Linked DNA regions of Zea mays: region 2 is linked to region 1. The links are chromatin contacts, called in public Hi-C maps. All regions are on one chromosome and are shown on one strand. Each heading gives the region's core, a stretch centred on a gene start, on an enhancer-like site or on the middle of the called end of the contact. The rest is flanking DNA. Distances are from core to core; before and after follow the strand shown.

Region 1 (4,026 bases), core at 1,129-3,628:
GGTAAACTGTTTGCTAGGCAAAAACCTTCCTATAGATCTTCAGGAGCAGTGTGAGCTTGAATGTCGCTAAACTAACTTTTCTTGATATCATTTTCTTTGCAACAAACTAGTGCCCGTTGTCGATCAATCTAAGTTAACGAATATTTCAGATCCAACCACATTTTTCATGACCTTGGATCAGCTTGAAGGTCACTCTTACCATTTCCATTGATCCATTGATCAGCATTAAGCATGCACTAATAACGGTTCATCGTTGCAAAAGCCGAGGAGTAGATCAAATGGCTAAATAGAGAGGCAGAAAAACACATATTGAATTTTGATCCTGTAGATGAACCCATTAGACAGCCTGATTTTGCGTGGGTATGTTGCTTATCTCTCTTTCTATAATATGTGAATGTGATAAGGCATTTAACACAATCAGTAAACATTGTGGTTTCAGTTTCATTGAATTTCAGAAGGCTAGAGAGTGAATTTTATTTGTTTTTCATCATGTAGACCTTATTTATTCCCCTGTTCTTTCCCTTGGCTAGAAAAATCGAGTTTGCAGTCTACCTGTAGTAATATGCAGTTCAATAGAGTATTCCCAGTTCTCTTTTTATCCTAAATTTAGAAAGCAATACTATTGGGGGGCACTTCCATTCAAAATCGATGATTGTCTTTTTGACCCATTATTATAGAGGACTATACAATCTCTTATTTAATTCACCTGACCATCAATCTGTCTATGTAGCTTAATTATCTATTCTTCTATATTATTGTATCCTCGACGACATTGCTCTGCATGTATGTATTATCCTTCTATTGGGTGTATGTGATAAAGATTAGAGCAGCTGAGCAATTGCCAAATTGGAAGGCCATGTTGAAGACACCAGCATCAATTATTTTGATTATCTATTGTTTTCTGTGTAGTTTGTGGGTGGTTTATTTGTCTTCCATTTATACCTGATGAGCATTAACGAGGTAGGTCCAACATTGACTCTAATTCTTATCTCATCGATGCTGCAACCGCAGTTCAGTAGAGATACTTGAAAGTTGATATTCAAAAATATTATTTCTGGTACACTTTGTAATTATTTATTTAAAATTTTATTTACTAATATTCTATTTGTCAAGACTAACCATCAATGTATTTGTGCAGCGTAATTATCGGTTCTTCTAGATGTTTGTATCCCGGCGACATTGCTCTGCCTGTGATGGAGAGATTTCCATATTCTGAAGCATACTGGGAGCTGAGTTCTAAGCTAATGATTCAATTTTGATGAGGAGGATATACACCAAGAAGAGTTCATACATCATTTGTGGTTCTTGTTTTATGCTGAATATGTCAAAATTAGCTTATTCTTCTTGAGTGTACTAAATGGGCTCCATGCTTTTGGATCCTATGCCTATAACTTCACATCATCAATGAACAATGTGCACAATGCTTCTATTCAATCTAGACTAACATCTAGATAAGTAACAACCAGGTTGAGTAGAACTATAGTAACTTGATGGCATTCTAAATTTTAATGCTGCAGAAGCATCTGTTTGATTGTAAGTTTTTCTTACTAGAACAATATTAGCTAGATTTAAAATTATGTTTTGTTGAATTGACATCATGTATTCCATTGAGGCCTCATGGTCAGGCCATCGACAGACTATTAGGAGGAAATGGTCAATATTTGGGTATTTTCTTGCTATGCATATTTTTTTCTCTAGAATCGCAATGTTTTTATCCAAGCTCATTGTCTCTCTATATCTATGCATTTCTAGGCCATGAAAAAAATCTGAACCTTCGGGAAAAGCCTTAAACAGTCATGCACAACCAACCCAAGTTATTACTTAGCTGTTGAGATCGATTATAACATATATGTTGTTCGTTTTCATGTAATCGTTGATTTATTGTACACTAACATTTTATCGAATATTTTGTATTATGTTGCAATGCACAGGCACCTAACTATCAACTATACACGACATGACAGTGCTTATATTAAAAACGTGTGCAAGACTATTCATATGTTATTGTTGCACTATTTTTCTCCATTGCTTCTGCATAAAAACGTCGTGATAGTTTGTTTTTTATGGCGGAGTATACATCTTAACTCCGTAGCAACGCACGGTTATACCGCTAGTATACATCTTTTAACTTTATTTTGTGACAGGATCAAATGCTTTAAGCTGGGAAAAATGATCTCCGATTCTTCCGAAACACATGGAGGTGCGATGACAAATGCATTTTGAAGCACGACTTGTTGCTATGCTTCCTTCATACGTGTATGTGCAAGATTTTTAGGAAATTTAATGGATTTAAAATTGTGTGAAACTACCTCTACCATTTATAATTGTAAACTGTGATCTTCCAGGCTGCACCAACTCCATCTCCAGGTGGAATGGAGTTAGCTTGCCTGCACACTCAGTCACGGTGGCGTCCCTATAAGGCGTAGGCCTGACGTCACCCACGCCCTCGCCTCGCACGGGGCGGCGCGGCGGCCGGCGGAGGGAATGGCGAGGCGAAGCAGAGGTAGGCACTGAACGGACCCGACACGACCCGATCTAGTCAATTGGCGCTGCGCTCGCTCTCCCTGTTCGGATCTGAGGGTTCGGTTCGGTTGTCTCAGGCAGCGGCAGCGTCACGGACGCGGCGTCGAAGGCGGACGCGGCGGCGATGCGGATGGTGTCCCGCAGGGGCGCCGTGCGGCTGGTGCTCGTGTCGGCCACCGCCTGGGCCATGCTCGGGCTCGTCGCGCTCGCCTTCCACCTCCGGCCATGCAGCTCCCGCGTCGCATTCCTCTCAGGTCAGCCCCGCGGTTGCCTATAGATCCACTGTGATTTGCTTACCTCTTCTGCTGGCATTATACTCTATCACTATGGCTTCCCAACTTCTTCTTTGCAATGCCCAAATGCCTTGAGCTTGATGATGCGTCGGTAGAGCAAGCTTGCCTGCCTGCCTACATTGCCTTGGGAGTCAGTTAACTCAAGTAGTAACAGGACCACCCGGTTATGCTATCCACATTCTTCACGACTGGAAGCAGTATCTGACAACTACAGTGTGCAATCATGCGTTAAGATGTCTTGCTTCTGAGCTACAGCTAATGTTCATCACTTCTTACTTGCTTATGGACACCATAATTATATTTCCGCACGAGGAAACACCATTTCCATTAGATCATAACGGAAATACAGATGTTCGGGCATAGAGATAGAAAAAAACCAGAACCACCTGAAAATGGCTAGATCTTATCTAGAAAAAAAAAGTACAGCATAGTATTCAGTTGCATGATACAGTAGGTTTTATTCTCCTTCAATCACAATGCTATCTTTTTTCAAGATTTTAAATAGTGTTCTTTTTCTTTACACCACTAGCACACTTAGGGGGGGGGATCTGTGTTAAGATCCCCTTTAGACCTTGTTCGTTTGTGCTGGATTGCTGGGTCGGAACGATTCCTAACCGGATTTCTTCTCTAATTTATATAAACTTTGATTAGCTGGAACGATTCCGGGTGTAATCCGACCCAAACGAACAAGGCCTTAAGCAGCCATGTTTCATGACTCTTTTTTTTCTTCTTCTTGAAAGCGCAGGAGAACTGCGCGATATTATATTAAAGAAGAGGGACAGATACAAGAAAACAACTGGGGGCCCCTACGGCGGCCAGTAACAGGCATACAGAAACTCATCCATGACTAAAGCAAACTAACAAGAACTACCACAATGCTAGCTAACTAGCAGGGAGGCCCGAAATGGGGGCGGTGAGCAAAGACAACTTTGCACCAGCCATCTCTCAAAGGTCAACCTCCAACCCAACTCTTCTGATAGCATCAGCAATACTGGGGCTCTTATTGTCAAATACACAGCCATTGCGCTGCTTCCATAAGGTCCAAACTCCCAAAATGACTAGAGAATTGAGGTCATCCCTTGCAATTCCAGAGACCTTAGTGCATAACGTTCTCCACCATTCAAGAAGTGCATGACTCTTCTCAAACCAGTAAAGTTCTTGTTCTAAACTTTTAAAATTTTCACATAACAGTTAGGATTTTCTTTGTAAC
Region 2 (4,026 bases), core at 386-2,885, 160 kb before region 1:
TAGATCGAAGTGGGTTATGATGGGGGAGATGGATTGCAAAAAGGCCTCCCAAATCTTTGCCCTGCCTGCCTTTTCCGCTACTGGACCTGAACTGATACTACTACTGCTGCTCCCACAGCTGCTTAAGATTAATTTATTGCTGCCTCTTCTTCTTCTTCCTCCCATGCCATGATGACATGCCCCTCTACAAGCAGCCTCCGCCATAGCCAGCGTTCTTGAACAGCTCCTGCTTTATCGCGTCGGCGCTGATCATTTCCCTCTGCATCTGCGATAACATTGAAGGAGCAAACTTGTTGCGTCGCATTGCCTTGCATCCAATCCGAGGACAAAAGGAGTGTGTGTATGGCAGCGAACCAATGGACAGGCGGTGGTCACTACCTCGGAGCAGGAGGCGTGCATGCCGAAGTCGTTGAAGCAGCTGACGACGCACTGCTGGATGTCGAGCCCTAGCGTGTCCAGCGTGCTCACCGTGGACAGCAGCAGCCCCGGCTTGGCGGCGCAGTAGATCTCCACCCGGGTGTCGCCGCCCTCCTTCCGCTCCACGTCGAACTGCAGGAGCCATCAGCAGCATCTCAGCCCTCACATTTCCCCCAATCGCATCAGCAGCATCAGCAGCTTCTTCACGTACCTTGGGGGTGTTCCTGGCCACCATCTCGTTGGGGTTGAGCTCCCGGAAGACGCTGAGCATGCCTGGCGCCTCCTCCTGCTGCTGCCCGATCTCTTCCTGCAGCAGCTTGATCCTCTCCAGCAGCTCCTTCATGTAGTCGATCGTGTCGCCCAGGATCGACGTCCGGTCCATCTGCGCACCACCACGCATATTTTACTTCTCATCAGCCCAGCCGCCATATATAGATATAGAGGGATTGCTTCTCTGTTCAAATGTCCTTTCTTGGCCGAGGAGGCACAAGAACCGAGGAAAAAGGAGAGATTTTTTTTTTTTTGCCATTCTCAATCTCACCTTGCTGATCTTGGGCACGACGGAGCGTAGCATGGAGAGGCGGTCGTTGAGGCGCTTGCGGCGGCGGCGCTCGGCCATCAGGTTCTTGGACGGCATCCCCTCGACCCTCTTCTTCTTGGACGCCAGGGCCGGCGGCGGCGCAGCGCCAGCGCCAGCGCCGAACGCGCCGCCGCTCTCCGCCAGGCCGGGCTCCACCTTGCAGGCCCCGAGGCCCGCGGCGCCGTCCACCAGTGCCGCCGACGCCGCCTTGGGCTCGACGACGTCAAGGAACCCCATCTCGCCGCCGTAGTCACCAGCATTGGGCCCGCCGAACGCGGCGGCGCCGTAGACCTCGCTGAGGCAGTCGAAGCCGGGCGCCGCCGCCGGCTGCGGCTGCGGCTGGGCGTAGGAGGCGGTGAAGGTGGGGAGGACGCTGACGGTGGGCGCCTGGTGGTGGCGGTCCTGGAAGGTGCAGTCCATGGCGGCCGGGGCGAAGAAGTCCCCCATGGCATTGCAGTCCCAGGCGTCCCTCCGCAGGGAGAGGATCTCCTCCAGGAAGGCCTGCTCGTCCAGCTCCATCACCGCCTTCTCGTCGTACTCGAAGATGGCGAGAGGGCAAGCACAGAAAGAGGCGGCGGCTATGGCTTGTGAGGAGGGAGGTGGTGTGGTGGGGAGAGGGAGAGAGGGGGATGCCAGTGCCATGGGTGGGCGAGAGGGTGAGGGGAGGGGGGTTAATATATGGGGAATGGAAGGGGGACAATTATTCCCCATGATAAATGGTGAGCAGTGGCCATTAAGGTATCATTAGAGAAGAGGGGAGAGAGCGACTAGTTGATGCTTGTGTTGTGTTAGTATCACAGTATTCGTTCGTTTGTTTGTTTATTAATTATGAACCCATGGGTTTCACTATTGATCATGTGTGGTCTGTACTGGCAGTAGCAGTAGAATGCAGAGAGAGGCCCCCAATCTGGTTTTTGTTGTATTGTGACTTGTGAACCCCCCTAGGGCAGAATAACAGTGATAGGCCTCAGGATTCGTCCTGCTGGGTAAAGCTCTGTCTTGTGATCCCATCACTCATTCATCAGTTGTGTTGTGTGCCGATGCCCTTGGTCAGTACGTGTACTACTTTAGTCGTACTAGTGTCATAGTGTGTAATTAGTGCCACGTACGACTGAATGAAGGAAGGAATAGGCAAAGAGGTACTGCTATGGTGACTGATGGTGATGCACATAAATAAATGTATGCTAATTGCTGTCAGCGGCATCGAGAGGACGACAACTACACCAGTAGTCGTACGCCGACCAGTTGTGTGTGATTCTGTTCTTTGATTTAGGGGGAAAAAGAAAGAAAGAATGACACAGATGATACCGTCTTTTCCTTTCCATGATACATCACCATCGCGTAGCGAATGTTTGAAATACGTGTCCCGCAGCACCAGTATGGAAAAACACGCACAGTTTTATTTTTTTCTTCGTTACGTATCTGGTTCTGGTACTCCTACATAGTATCATCATGAAGCTAAGCGTAAGGCTTGTTTCTTTGTGCAGCAGATAACACACACATACGCTGTGACTGTGAAGGAGGAGGAAGTGAGTCAGTAGCAGCAAGCAAGGGTCCAAAACCATCTTTCTGCACGGCACAGACTTTGAAAGGCTCAACCCCTCATGACTCTTGAGGCACAGGGGATTCAGAGGCAGGTCTGGGTACGTAGGACAGAATAGTCTGCACACACAGAAACTCTTGTCCACACCCCACCCACCATCCCAAACTTTGGTGAGTGAGTGACATACATGAACCCTCGCGCGGAATGAGGCCCGTGATTTTGCTTCCCCTTCTACAGCCCAGGTACCTCTCGCTGGATACGATGCATGCATGGCATGGTTGCACTGACTGACAGATTATAAATATCGTATATTTCACCGATCACTTGTGATCTCTCTGTTCATCTGGTTGCAGGGCTAATTCTATATGTTGTGGTGCTGTGTTGGGTCATGCTGCTGATGCTAGCTGCAGCAAGGTTCTTTTTATTGCCCAAACACAAACAGTACCTGCCGGAAAGATGGAATTCCTGTTGCATATATAGGGGTGGAGGAAGGATGAGGAGGATGATGAAAACCACGTGTCCAAGTTCCCCCCTTCTCTGCCTCCTCATTGTCATGCCAGCTGAATGCAATGAAACGGAGTGGATTGATTTCTGTGACAAACATTTTCTTTAGTCGCTACGTACTAGGAGCAGTCGTGTATACACTCTTGCAACTGCTGCTACATGTTACGTGTTCCTGATCCTACATATGTATATAGCAGAAGCAATAATGTTCTGGTTCTAAACTGCAAGGAGATGGTATTTGAACGTGACCAGATCTTTATTCCGCTTGGAAAATACGCCTAGTTGAGAGCATGATTAGGCTGGGACCAGACCAGATCAGATCAGATCAAATCAAAAACCCGGTCTCAGAAGATCCCGTTGGTGTGAGGGGCCCCCCGCAGGTTTGACCCACTGCGTCTGAATCGAAAACGGCTTTGGTGGACAGCGGCCGTGTCAGTTTCCCCTGCTCATCTCTCTCTCTCTCTCTCTCTCTCTCTCTCTCTCTCTCTCTCTCTCTCTCTCTCTCTCTCTCTCTCTCTCTCTCTCTCTCTCTCTCTCTCTCTCTTCCTCATGTGATGGCCTTTCTGAGTTTGGGGGGTAGGACAACCTGTGATTCTGTCCCTGTGTGTGTGCACTCTCACAGCTCAGCAGCATACCAATCAGTGTAATAAAATTGGTGTAGCATGGCATACTATACAGAAAAAAGTCTAATCAAGTTCCTAGAATAATCTGATGGATCGTATCTGATGGATCCTTTCGATCATATATATGATCATCATGTGAGTGCAAGAAGCTGCCGGGTAGCTAGAATGGCGATCCTGCAGGTGACCAACCTTGCTGTACACATCTGAATCTGCATGCATGACCTGTTCCCTCCAAAACCCCTGCTAACAAGTAACTGGACAACGCACGCATGCATTGGTGTGGCAATACGGCCATGACAAGTCATCGTTTTCGATGGCCAATAATAGTGGCTAATATAATGATAGTTACGACCTGTCAG

Evidence for each region. Hi-C and Micro-C count contacts between places; a contact is called where the count stands out from the background.
Region 2: a contact with region 1 is called in a Hi-C map of leaf, with 5 times the contacts expected there. The contact joins the promoter of LOC100274388 here to the promoter of LOC100273416 in region 1. A contact is called at or near these places in 9 of 25 Hi-C or Micro-C datasets (bundle sheath, ear, endosperm and 4 more).

The regions. Positions count from the first base shown.
Region 1 is chr5:63,926,606-63,930,631 of Zm-B73-REFERENCE-NAM-5.0, reverse strand. LOC100273416 (plant/F20M13-60 protein) reads left to right here and starts at 2,378. Exons shown (of 7, transcript NM_001147853.1): 1 at 2,378-2,503; 2 at 2,601-2,777. The coding sequence starts at 2,485.
Region 2 is chr5:64,082,285-64,086,310 of Zm-B73-REFERENCE-NAM-5.0, reverse strand. LOC100274388 reads right to left here and starts at 1,635. Exons shown (of 4, transcript NM_001148748.1): 1 at 959-1,635; 2 at 629-799; 3 at 379-549; 4 at 1-265. The coding sequence starts at 1,516. The coding sequence ends at 185. It overlaps LOC103626462 (serine/threonine-protein kinase ATR), which reads left to right. Exons shown (of 17, transcript XR_002262295.2): 16 at 2,488-2,782; 17 at 2,894-3,306.